Regions from separate parts of the Mus musculus genome. Here region 2 is linked to region 1. A link is a contact called in public promoter capture Hi-C data. All regions are on one chromosome and are shown on one strand. The core of a region is the stretch at or near the end of the contact, and the rest is flanking DNA. Distances in the headings are between cores, read along the strand shown. Region 1 holds the start of Dapp1 (dual adaptor for phosphotyrosine and 3-phosphoinositides 1). Region 2 holds the start of Manba (mannosidase, beta A, lysosomal).

The links. Promoter capture Hi-C pulls out the DNA fragments that hold promoters and counts their contacts.
Region 2: a promoter capture Hi-C map of liver shows a contact between it and region 1, with 7 times the contacts expected there. The contact joins the promoter of Manba here to the promoter of Dapp1 in region 1. A contact is called at or near these places in 2 of 39 promoter capture datasets (both in liver).

What each region holds. Positions count from the first base shown.
Region 1 is chr3:137,979,742-137,985,755 of GRCm38.p6, reverse strand. Dapp1 (dual adaptor for phosphotyrosine and 3-phosphoinositides 1) reads left to right here and starts at 4,207. Exons shown (of 9, transcript NM_011932.3): 1 at 4,207-4,437. The coding sequence starts at 4,337. The region is part of intron 2 of Gm19708 (a long non-coding RNA gene); the gene reads right to left.
Region 2 is chr3:135,482,931-135,488,616 of GRCm38.p6, reverse strand. It overlaps Manba (mannosidase, beta A, lysosomal), which reads right to left and starts at 3,006. Exons shown (of 17, transcript NM_027288.3): 1 at 2,760-3,006. The coding sequence starts at 2,936. It overlaps Gm30992 (a long non-coding RNA gene), which reads left to right and starts at 3,016. Exons shown (of 3, transcript XR_376111.4): 1 at 3,016-3,507; 2 at 4,621-4,655.

The DNA of each region.
Region 1 (6,014 bases), core at 2,958-5,457:
CTTGAAGCACATTCACTAAATGATGAGGGATTGGTGGCATCTCTGCTTCCACTTGCAGCAGTACCAAACACACACTACAGCACATTTGGAGACCAAGGATTGCTCAGCATAACATAGGCCAAATGGATAAGCAGAAGAAAAACTGACCTAAAGCAAGCAGAGTAGCTTGCAAGAGAAATGAGAAAATAGCGGTCAGAGCAGTGGGGTGGCCGGCCAGGTTAGCTCAGGCCGGGTGAGCACAATGCCTCATTATAACCTTGAATGGTAGAGAAGATAAGAGTGTTTTCTAGAGGTTTTTAAAAAAGATATAATCACTGGTTACACTCATACACGTCATTCTCGGGGTCTTGATCACCTCCAAATGTCCTGCCACCAAAAATTATCACAAAGGTGGTTAGGTATTCAGCATGTGAACCTGTGGGTGACGGGACACACTCGATCCATCACACCAGTTCTAAAAGATAAACTGCAAAGGTGAAATTCAAAGAATATGATATATATTGTACTGACTGGTTCTGTGTGTCATCTTGACACAAGCTGGAGTTATCACAGAGAAAGGAGCCTCCCTTGAGGAAATGCCTCCATGAGATCCAGCTGTAAGGCATTTTCTCAATTAGTGATCAAGGGTGGAGAGCACATTGTGGGTAGTGCCATCTCTGGGCTGGGAGTCCTGGGTTCTATAAGAAAGCAAACTGAGCGAGGCAGGGGAAGCAAGCCAGTAATATCCCTCCATGGCCTCTGCATCAGCTCCTGCTTCCTGACCTGCTTGAGTTCCAGTCTTGACTTCCTTTGATGATGAACAGCAATGTGAAAGTGTAAGCTGAATAAACCCTTTGCCCAGCTAGCTTCTTGGTCATGATGTTTGTGCAGGAATAGAAACCCTGACTAAGACATATATCATATAGACATATATGTTAATATGAGATATGTATGTATGTATGTATGTATGTATATCATCTCTGGCATCACCAAAACAGACCACACAGAAGTGTGCTTTGCTAACCTAAGTGTCTCAAATTCCAGTCAAATTGACAATCAAGTGTAACCATCACAGACCCTCTCTCTGTTTCCACTTGCGCCCCCCCCCCCACTTATGAACAGAATAGTCTTCATTTCACACTGAGTTGAAAGCTACAGGAATAACTGCCAATCATTTTTTGCTGCAGACTAATTTCCTAAAGCAGTGTTCACTGTGGTTCCTTCTAATTCTGTGGGCGAGCTCTGCGTTGAACTGCTGAGTTTTACTTCAGGTCGGTTCTGAGGTCTCAGCTACAATGCTGAGCTGTCTCAAAGGCTGAGTCAACGCGTGCTTTAAATCATCTGTGCTCTGCTTCGTTTTGCTCTCTTGTCCATAGGAAGAGCTTCAGGTTCTATACTAGATGAGAACCCCTAAATAGGATTATAACCTGCTCAACTAAGGGTATGAAATTTCCCCTAAACCCTGGACTCACCTGGAATCCAGGCAGGCATGAAGGCGGCTGGAATCCAAGGCAAGCTGGCTGGCTAGACTAATCAGAACTGGTTCAGAGCGAGACCTTGCTTAGTTAATAAAGTGGTGAATAACCAAAAAAGGTACCTGACATCAACTTTAGGCTTCCACATAGCTGTCCATATGTGAACACATACAACACACACACAATGATTCCAGACATCACTCATTGGTAGAATGCTTGCCTAGAATTCATGAGGGCCTGGGTTAAGTCCCCAGCATTGCTAAAGGGGAAAAAAATCAACAACAACAAAAAAGGTAATCCAAAATTGTTTAATGATACACACACACACACACACACACACACACACACACCTTGAGAGGGTATTTGAAAGCAAAAATTGGTTTCCTTAATAAAAAAAAAAAAAAAAACAATTAACATTTAGGGATTAGAGAGATGTCTCAGGATTTAAGAGCCCTGGTACTGCTCTTTCAGGAGACCACAGCTTGATTCTCAGCACTCTCACGGTGGCTCACAACTGCCCGTGATTCAGTTCCTACAGTACTGGGGAATGAGGGGATCTCTTCCAATTTCTGTGGGCAACAGACAAGCATAAAAGCAGACCAAGCACTGATATGCACCGAATAGAGTAGAGCTGAGATAAAAGCACCATATAAATGGCCTAACATAAGGTGTGCTGTTAGGTGCTCTCATGCACATCCAGCGTTGTAGACACCAACTCTTCATTGTGGCGGAGAGTGCTGAACAGTGCTGGGTGCAGAGGTGGAGAGCAGGCGAGGACAGGGTGGGGAGCCTACGAGTAGCCAGCAGGAAGATGCTCTCAAAGGAGAAGGCAGTAGATGGGAAGCAAGTTAAGAGAGGCAGGCTGGGGGGTGGGGGGTGGAAAAGGGAAGAAAAAAGGAAGGAAGGAAGAAGGGAGGGAAGAAATCAGTCAATCATCTTAGGTTGTTCTAGAAAGAAAGAAAGAAAGAAAGAAAGAGAGAGAGAGAGAGAGAGAGAGAGAGAGAAGAGAGAAAGAAGAAAGAAAAAAGAAAGAATGAAAGGGAAGAGATTAAGAGAAATGGGACTCCCCCCCTCCCCCCAAATGTGCTAAAATGGGATGAAAAGGACAGTCCAGCACTGGAGAAATGTGCAGGAAGGAGCAGGGGACCTGTTGCATGGCTTGCCCAGTGATTTGGAGCCCTCCCTGCCCCCTTTCTGTTGACGTGCACTTTATCTTTTTTTTAAGTTTGGTTGGTTTGTTTGTTTGTTTATTTATTTATTTATTTATTTATTTATCTGTATAGCCCTGGCTGTCCTGGAACTCACTCTGTAAACCAGGCTGGCCTCGAACTCAGAAATCCACTTGCCTCTGACTCCCAAGTGCTGGAATTAAAGGCATGCGCCACCACTGCCCGACACTTTATATTCCTCTGTCTGAGAGAACTATAGCAGCCAGTGTGTGCCGGTTCGTTATATGTGTGTTCTCAGAGCTGCTTCTCCCCAGGACTGCCTCTAGGCACTGAGGACTTTCTCACCAGAGAAAGCCAGAGTCCCAGGAACCATTGGGAAACAGAAGAGAGGACGGTTCCTAAGGAGACATTGGCAGCCTGTGTAGAACAAGGTCTTCGTTCTATCAGTCTCTTTAGGATACCAAATGGAACAGCCCTCAGATGAACCCTAGTTCATCTTGGGATATTGGAGGGGGAACATGCAGAGAGAGAGCTCTTTATCCATCCACTGATACACATCCAGGCAGATGGAATTTCCTCTTTATGAGTCTAAACACCACTGCATCCAGGGTAGTTCAGCCTACTGGGTACACCCCGGACAGCGTAGCTCAGCCTACTGGGTACACCCCGAACAGCGTACGTAGCTCAGCCTACTGGGTACACCCCGGACAGCGTAGCTCAGCCTACTGGGTACACCCCCGGACAGCGTAGCTCAGCCTACTGGGTACACCCCCGGACAGCGTAGCTCAGCCTACTGGGTACACCCCCGGACAGCGTAGCTCAGCCTACTGGGTACACCCCCGACAGATGCTGTTCTTTAACTTTCTTCTGCCTTCTTACTCAGTCCTTTGCCTTGTTTGTTTTTTAAACAGGGACTCACATAGCCCAGGCTGGACTCAAATTCACCAAGTAGATGAGGATAGCCTTGAACTTCTGACTTTTCTGCCCCTACCTCTAGAGTGCTGGGATTACAGGATCTTATGGGGTGCGGGGATGGAACCCAGGTCTTTGGGCATGTTGGCGACAGCCTCTGCCCCCAAACCTTCTTCCATAAGAGAAACAAGTGTTCCCCTACAGAAACCTCAAGGGAATATTGGAAAGAAATCCTGAGCCAGTACCAGAAACAAAGTAGGTTAGAGCAGGACTGGTTGTTTACCTATAATTTTTTTAACCCCTTCAGAAGATGTATCTGACGTCGAAGCTTCCTCGGTGTTCCTTGTGCCGCTGTGTGAGGTGGGTGTGCGCGTGCACATAGCCCCCTCCCCGCCCCCCCCCCCAAACTACAGGCAAACCCTGGTAAGGAGAAGCTACAGTTTGGACTCCTAGAAAGAGTTTGACCTAATCGCCCCATCCTGGTTGGGCGGGTGGTCCTTCTGTTTTCTTTGGCAAAATCTAACTTGACAATACGTTGTGGTGACTGAGGTGCTCTGCTGCCAGAGGGGTTAGTTAGCACACTTCCTGACTGACAGAACACCCCTGCCTATGCCTCAGGCCCACGGTGGCAGAGGCAGTGTGGGAGGAGCAACCAAGTTTCACTTCCTTGCTAGCCAGAGACTCAGCCCCAGCCGGCTCCTGCCTTAGCGAGGAGGAGCAGCGCGTCCAGCAGCAGCCGATCCCATCTCTCTCTTCATACAGCACCTGGCGGGGAGTCAGCCATCAGAAGCAAAGGAACTTATGGGCAGAGCAGAACTTCTAGGAGGGAACATGAGTACCCAGGATCCCTCAGAGCTGTGGGGCAGAGCAGATGGAGGCACAGACCTGCTCCAGGATTTGGGGTAAGAGCGCTTTTTCGATGAGTACAACTTCCCAGTTCCTTGAAAAATCGCCGCTCTGACCAGTGTTTCCAGGATTCGAGTCTCTTCCCACTGCCACCTGATGGTCGTCTACCTGGCCAGTTTAATTGACCTGTAGGAACTTCCTTCTGGGGGCGCTGATTCATTGTAAAAGTGTAAGATATTTTTCTAAAAGTGAGAACAGTTACACTGAGAGAATGTGATAAAAAAAAAATCAACTTTTGGGCATCCTTCAGCAGCTGGGGAGTGTGCATACAATCGTCTGTTTCTTTGATACTGGGCTAGTTTATCATTAAAGTGAGGTGGAAGAACTCTGAGTGCACCTCTTGGCAGTGAACTGTGTCACTGGTTCCATAAACAGAAAGACTACACGGCTGTGAGTAAGAGGGATTTTTTTTTTTTTTCAAAAGAAAAAGAATGAGGAAGTTTGTACGACAATCATGTTTCTACGGTGCCTCCTTCTCACACAGCAATGGGAGCTCTTTCATAGCCTTTAGACACAAGATAACAACAGCCTGGCTTCAGATAGACAGGTTTAGGTTAGGTGACATCATCAGAGTTCATCAGAAGGGACCCTGATGACACAGCTCATCCGGACATTTAGTAAAGAAAAAAGGGCTACTCAGACAAGAAAGGAGGTTTCCTTGGAGACAAAGCCTTGCACCTACACGCTTGTGTTTCCCAAGAGAGAGGACTCTGGACCTGTTGTCTACCTAAGTGGCTGGAATTCCTCATCACCCAATGACATAAAGACATACTGTCACCTTGCATAGGATGGCAATAAACACGAAAGGGTTTTAAACCCCATCTTATCGGTCACATCAGTGAAATAACAAAGCTGAGACAGCTACCTGCCAGAGGCCCCATCCTCCTCTGAGAATGGGTTGAAATTTCTGTTTACACTAGAGATTGTATCATTTTATATTGTGTTACTGTAAAATTTCTCACGGCACTATGCTGGCACAGCAAGTAGAGGTGCTTGCGGCTAAGCCTGGCTAAGCCTGAGATTGAGTCCTGGGACCCACTCGGCAGACCTCCACACAGATGATATGTCAGACGGGTACACACACACACACACACACACACACACACACCATGCACACATGTAATGATAATTAATAAAAAGTCTAAAAGCAGCTCTCAATAATTCTCTGTTTAAATTTAAAGCCAAGGACCTGTACTGCCATTTGGTATTGACAGCTAGGATTTTCAATAAGGGAAACTCCTTATGAGGTCTTCAGAGCTCCAAAAACTCTCCACGTTTCTCTTCAAATAAAAAAAACAGAATAAGGGCCTCTCTGGGAGCATCCAGCCCAGAATCAAGCAGTTCAGAGCCGACCTTACTGGCCAGCTCCCAAGGTTTGTACCTGTGTTTTTTGCACTCTCCAGCCTCTGAAGTTAAGATACCCAAAGGAGAAGAAAGATCCAGAAAATATTCAACTCTGTCTCTTTAATTAAACAAATCCTATCCTGAAAGCAGGATCTAAGCTTTGGAATTGTCAGCACACTCAGGACACAAACATACCTGACCATGTGTCTGGGGACAGGCAGTGCAGGTA
Region 2 (5,686 bases), core at 1,757-4,256, 2.5 Mb after region 1:
AGCTAGACACGGTAGTACAGGCCTATAATCCAAGCTAAAGGACGCTAAAGCAAGAAGATAACAAGTTACAGGTTACCTTGGGCTACCCCATCAATTCAGGACCAGCCTGGGCAACTTTATGAGATACTGCCTCAAGTCAAGAAAGGAAGAAAGCAAGAAAGGAGGAAAGAAAGAAAGAAAGAGAGAGAGAGAAAGGAAGGAAGGAAGGAAGGAAGGAAGGAAGGAAGGAAGGAAGGAAGGAAGGAAGGAAGAAAGATTGTTTAAATGCCCTAATTCTAGCAAATAGTACAGACTCTAGGCTAAGGGGTCAAGGCCAGCCTGGGTTAGAATTTCAACTCTGAGCAAACAGTGGTGGTACCCCCTTAATCCCAGCACACAGAGACCCTTTAATACCAGCACACAGGAGGCAGAAGCAGGCAGATCTCTGAGAGTCTGAGGCCAGCCTGCTCTACCAAGTGAGTTCCAGAACAACCGGGACTATACAGAGAAACTTGTCATCAAAAAACAAGCAATTTCATCTGTCAGCTGGCGGCTGCTGTATGATACCAGCCATGTTCTCCAGTGCTCCCAGAAAGGAATCTCGAACTTACTCATATCTTAGCTGGTGAGAGCTTTTGGTGCCACTTCTAGGAATCTGGCCTCAGACAAGGAAATAGGCTCAGATAAGAATATCAGAAACAGTGAGCATGGGGGGTTTTGTTTACTACTTTGCTTGACTATTTTGTCTTTGATCTAAGAGCTGACCGTGATGTCTGGATGCACCTAGAATGGTACAAAAGCTGCAGAAAACTAAAGCTGCTTCAGCCTCAGCACTGGCTGGGGTCGGGTTATCATTTTGTCTAATTGCTTTTTCTTTTTCAATCCTCACTCCCTCCCTTGAGACCCGGTTGACTGATTGAGCTGGCTTGGTCACTTAGAAAGCTTTCAAAATTGTGCAGGCAAACGTCCTGGGGACGTGGTTCAGCTGGTGAAGTGCTTGTCCTCAAGGAGGGCCCGGGTTGAGATTCCACTGTAATCCTGGCAATGGGAGAGTGGAGACTGTGGCTAACTCGTCTAGGCATTCACTGAGCTTGGGGTTCAGTGAAAGTCCCGGACTCAATAAATAAGGTAAATATGACTGATGACAGTCAACACCAACCTCTGGATCACACACACACACACACACACACACACACACACACACACACACAATTATGCAGGCTTACTATGTAGTTCAGCATGGATGTTCCTCAAACCATTAAAAATGGTGACACTCAACCTGTATTAGTAGCTCAAGCCTTTAATCCTAGCACTCGGAAGGCAGAAACTTGTGAAGTTTGAAGCCAGCCTGCCAGGGCTACACAGAGAAACCCTGTCTTGAAAAAAAAAAAAGCAAACAAGGCAAATTAACAAAGAATACAAAACAAAAACAACTCTGTCTCAAAAACAATAGCAATAAAAAGAACCACTAGGAATAAGCCCCCCCCTCCCCCATAACAGCTGCACCACTCCTTCCGATACCTGAAGGATCCTAGGACAGCATAGTGCAGAAATATCTGTGTAGCCATTTGGTTGCGGCATGATAGCCAAGTGATGGAATCAGCCCAGATGCCCACTAACAGACAAATGGTTAAAGAAAATCACACACACACACACACACACACACACACACACACACACACACACACATTTTCCATAGGAAAAATGATGTAATTAGGCTGTGCATGATGGTAAACACTTATATCTCCAGCACATGGGAGGAGGAGGCAGGAGGATCAGGAGTTCAGGTGGTCCTCAGTTACATTGGGAATTCAAGGTCAGCCTGAACTACATGGGATCCTGTCTCAAAAGCCAGAAAAAAAAAAGAAGGTAAGGATAATGAAGACAATAAAAATTGGTAACAAAACAACAACATAAGACAAATGAGAATGAAAACAAGATATGGCATGTTTTTACTCATGTTGACTCTAGATGTAAATATATGTATTCATAAGTGTACGTATATAGGACACCATAATGGAAAGAAACTCCTTGAACGAGGGAGGGATCACGTGGTGGCAAGACCCAGTAAAAAGTGAATATGGGCAGAGAACATGGTGCACTCACATGAAACTATCATAAAGAAACCTACCACACTGTTGGATGACAGACTCTCATTTAAAAAAAAAATGTCAGCACGGTATTCAGGCTTTAGGATTGGGGTGTAGTTCGGTGGTGGTACAATGTGTGCTTAGTATACTCATGGTTCTGGGTCTCTCTCTCTCTCTCTCTCTCTCTCTCTCTCACACACACACACACACACACACACACACACCACACACACACTTGCACACACTCCCCTCCCAAATATTTAGGCTCCTCATTAGCATCAACAACCAAACTTTACTAGTGCTCTCCCCAATCCCTTGTGTTTATTTCAAACCTGACGCACGAGGCTTCAAAGCAGAAAAAGAAAACCCGGACATCCTAGGGTCGGCGAACTTTGATTAACTAAAAGCTACAAGCATCCAGATGATTGCAACAGTAACCCTGTCCGGAGGGAGAAAGGTAAGTCCTCTTAGGAAATGCTTGAGCAGAGAATCACCACAATAAGTAGACAGCAGACATACCGTTTGTTTCATATACACAACTTCCGCCTTCCAAGGTCACTGAAGACCCAGCGAGGGAGGGTCAGTGTCCACAACTGGCCTGAACTCCCAGGCCATTCCCCCAACTGCCCACAGCTGCACCTACTGACCTGGACCCGCATGGGGGGTGTGGGGGGTGACTGTGCGTCCTACCTGGATCAGCCCGTGCTGGTGCAGGGCGCTGTGCACATAGCCGGGGACAGTCGCCGGTAGCTCCAGGGAGCCATTCCCGTTGCTCACCCGCCAGCTCCCGCTCAGGCTGTAGCTAGGACCTGCCACCACGCAGCCGGCCCGAAATAGCGCCAATATCAAGAGCAGGTGAAGATGCATGCTGACCGCTCGCAAGCAGGAACCCGGCAGTGTCGCCCAAGCCTTGCCAAGGCCTGGACGCTGTGTCCCCGCCCCGAGCACGGACCCGCCCCCAGGTCAGCTGAGCGCTTCCCGCAGCCCTGCAGGGAGGAACTGAAGCCGGGACCCGCCACGCGGGTACAAGCACCGCCCAGGGCCAGGGTCTCTGCGACCTGTGAGCTGGGCTTCTCGCTCCAGCTCGATCCTGTAAGTGGGGCGCTCATCCGAATGATGAAAAGCGACAGAAAAGTCTGGAAAGCAGAGTCTGACCATTTGGGAGACGACAGGTGCGCGTCCACAATAGTACGCAGGCTCTGCCCGGGGACAGCTCCTACCACGCCTGACCAGCAGATTGTACATGGTCCCCCGGCCCCAGGATTTGTCAGGCTGAACGCTCCCTCAATACGCGACCTGCTGGGACTAAACAGTGCTAACTATAAACTCGTAGGGTTGCTTCAACTGTTGACTGAGAGGCGCCATGTGCTCCCTGTTAGTGGTGGCTACATCATGGAGCTGCTTCTGAGGTTCCTATGAAACTGCGTTAGTGTTACAGGTGAGTCTGAAATTCCCTCCTTCACTGTTGAGTTGTGGGACTGAACAAGCAACAGAATTCCCATTCCCTGAATTTAAAAGAATGCAGATGCCAAGCGTGCTGGCGCACGCCTCTAATCCCAGCACTTGGGAGGCAGAGGCAGGCGTATTTTTGAGTTCGAGGCCAGCCTCCTCGAACAAAGTGAGTTCCAGGATAGCCAGGGCTACACAGAGAAACCCTGTCAAAAAAAAAAAAAAAAAAAAAAAGAATGCAGACGCTTAGCCGGGCCGTGGTGGCATACGCCTTTAAGCCCAGCACTTGGGAGGCAGAGGCAGGCGGATTTCTGAGTTCGAGGCCAGCCTGGTCTACAAAGTGAGTTTCAGGACAGCCAGGTCTACACAGAGAAACCCTGTCTCGAAAAAAACAAAACAAAACAATGCAGACACTAATTTCAGAGACGGAGACGCAGGCTGGGTTCTTCATCTTCTTTTAAATAAACAAAACACCCCACATTTTACTTACTAATTTCATGGAGGAGTTGAATGGGGGTTCCTGCCACAGCGAGCGTGTGGAAGTCAGCAGACAGCTTGTGAGGAGTCCCAGGGCTAGAACTTAGGGTGTCAGGCTTAGAGACATTCCCCCTTAACGGCTGCTCTATCTCATTGGCCCCTGGGTTCTTCTCATGAAGCAAAACTCGGAATATATATATATATATATATCTACTACAGCTTAAGCAAGGACATTGAGAGACGCTTCAGAAAGGACAGCAGTACCCAGAGGACAAAGTTCAGCTGTCTCAAGGCAGAAGAGCAAGCATAAGGAAGTTGAAGTTGGTGTTTTCTGTGCGTTTGAAGTTACACTGTTTAAAAGACAGGTGAAGGGAGGTGCAGGTAGTGGCTCACAACCTGTAAGCCTGAAGTCTAACGACACTGTGACTGGCTATAACCTGGAATCAAGGCACTTAGGAGACAGAGGGAGGAGGATCAGGAGTTCAAGACTGTCGTTGTCTACATAGGGACCTTGAAGCCAGCTTGTTTCAAAAATGTAACAATGGTTGGACGGGAGAGGTGACTCAGTGGTTAAGAGCACTTGTTTTTTGTTTGTTTGTTTGTTTGTTTGTTGTCTTTTGTTTAGTCGGCAGATCTGCAACTTCATTCGGCATTCAGCAGGTTAGTTCTCATCCACACCGACCTTCTATAGATTTCTGAATGTGGTACCAGGTAGGTAAGTTAACAGTTTGTAGAATTTGTTTGGTGAGTCCCCATCCTCATTATGTTTTCTGGACAAACGTACATGAATATATGATGGAGCATTGAGCCCGGCATCAGTGTAAACATCTGGAGTTCCCATTTCCTTCATGGCAAATGTCCCAAGGGGCACGCTCCTTGAAGCCTACTTCGGTGTGTGTGCTTGAGAATGCTAATGGCGCATTCTCTGGTCATCACTTCTTTTATGGCAGAATGGCTCTTCTGCTCGCCGCTTTTCTTTGTGGGAACCATTTTGCCAGGCCAAGTTCAAGAACACTCATTCTTGCAGAGGACTTGCATTCAATTTCCAGCACCCACTTTGTGACTCACAGACACCTGTAACTCTCGTCCCAGTAAATCCAAGGTCCTCTACAGACCTCTGATGGCATGAGACATGCATGTCCTGTACATACATATAGACATAAATACATACCGTTGAGATATAAATTCACATTAAATAATAAATAATTTTTCATTAAAGTAATAATAGCAAGTAAGATTAAGTCTGTAGGTGTAGGTGGGGAATGCTCCAATAGAATTGCTCATGGAGATTAGGAACACAGAAGAGCCTGGTGCCTCATTCCAAGCCAGAAGCTGCAAATGTGGAAATTCTTAAACCCATTATTATGCACTCACTGATAAGTGGATATTAGTCCAGAAACTTAGAATTCTCAAGATGCAATTTGCCAAACACAAGAAAATCAAAAAGAAGGAAGACCAACATGTGGATACTTCATTCCTCCTTAGAATAGGGAAAAAAAATACCCATGGAAGGAGTTACAGAGACAAAGTTTGGATCTGAGACAAAAGAATGGACCATCCAGAGACTGCCCCACCTGGGGATCCATCCTATAATCAGGCACCAAACCCAGACATTATGGCATATGCCAGCATGATTTTGCGGAAAGGACCCTGATATAGCTGTCTCTCGTGAGGCTAGGCCAGTGCCTGGT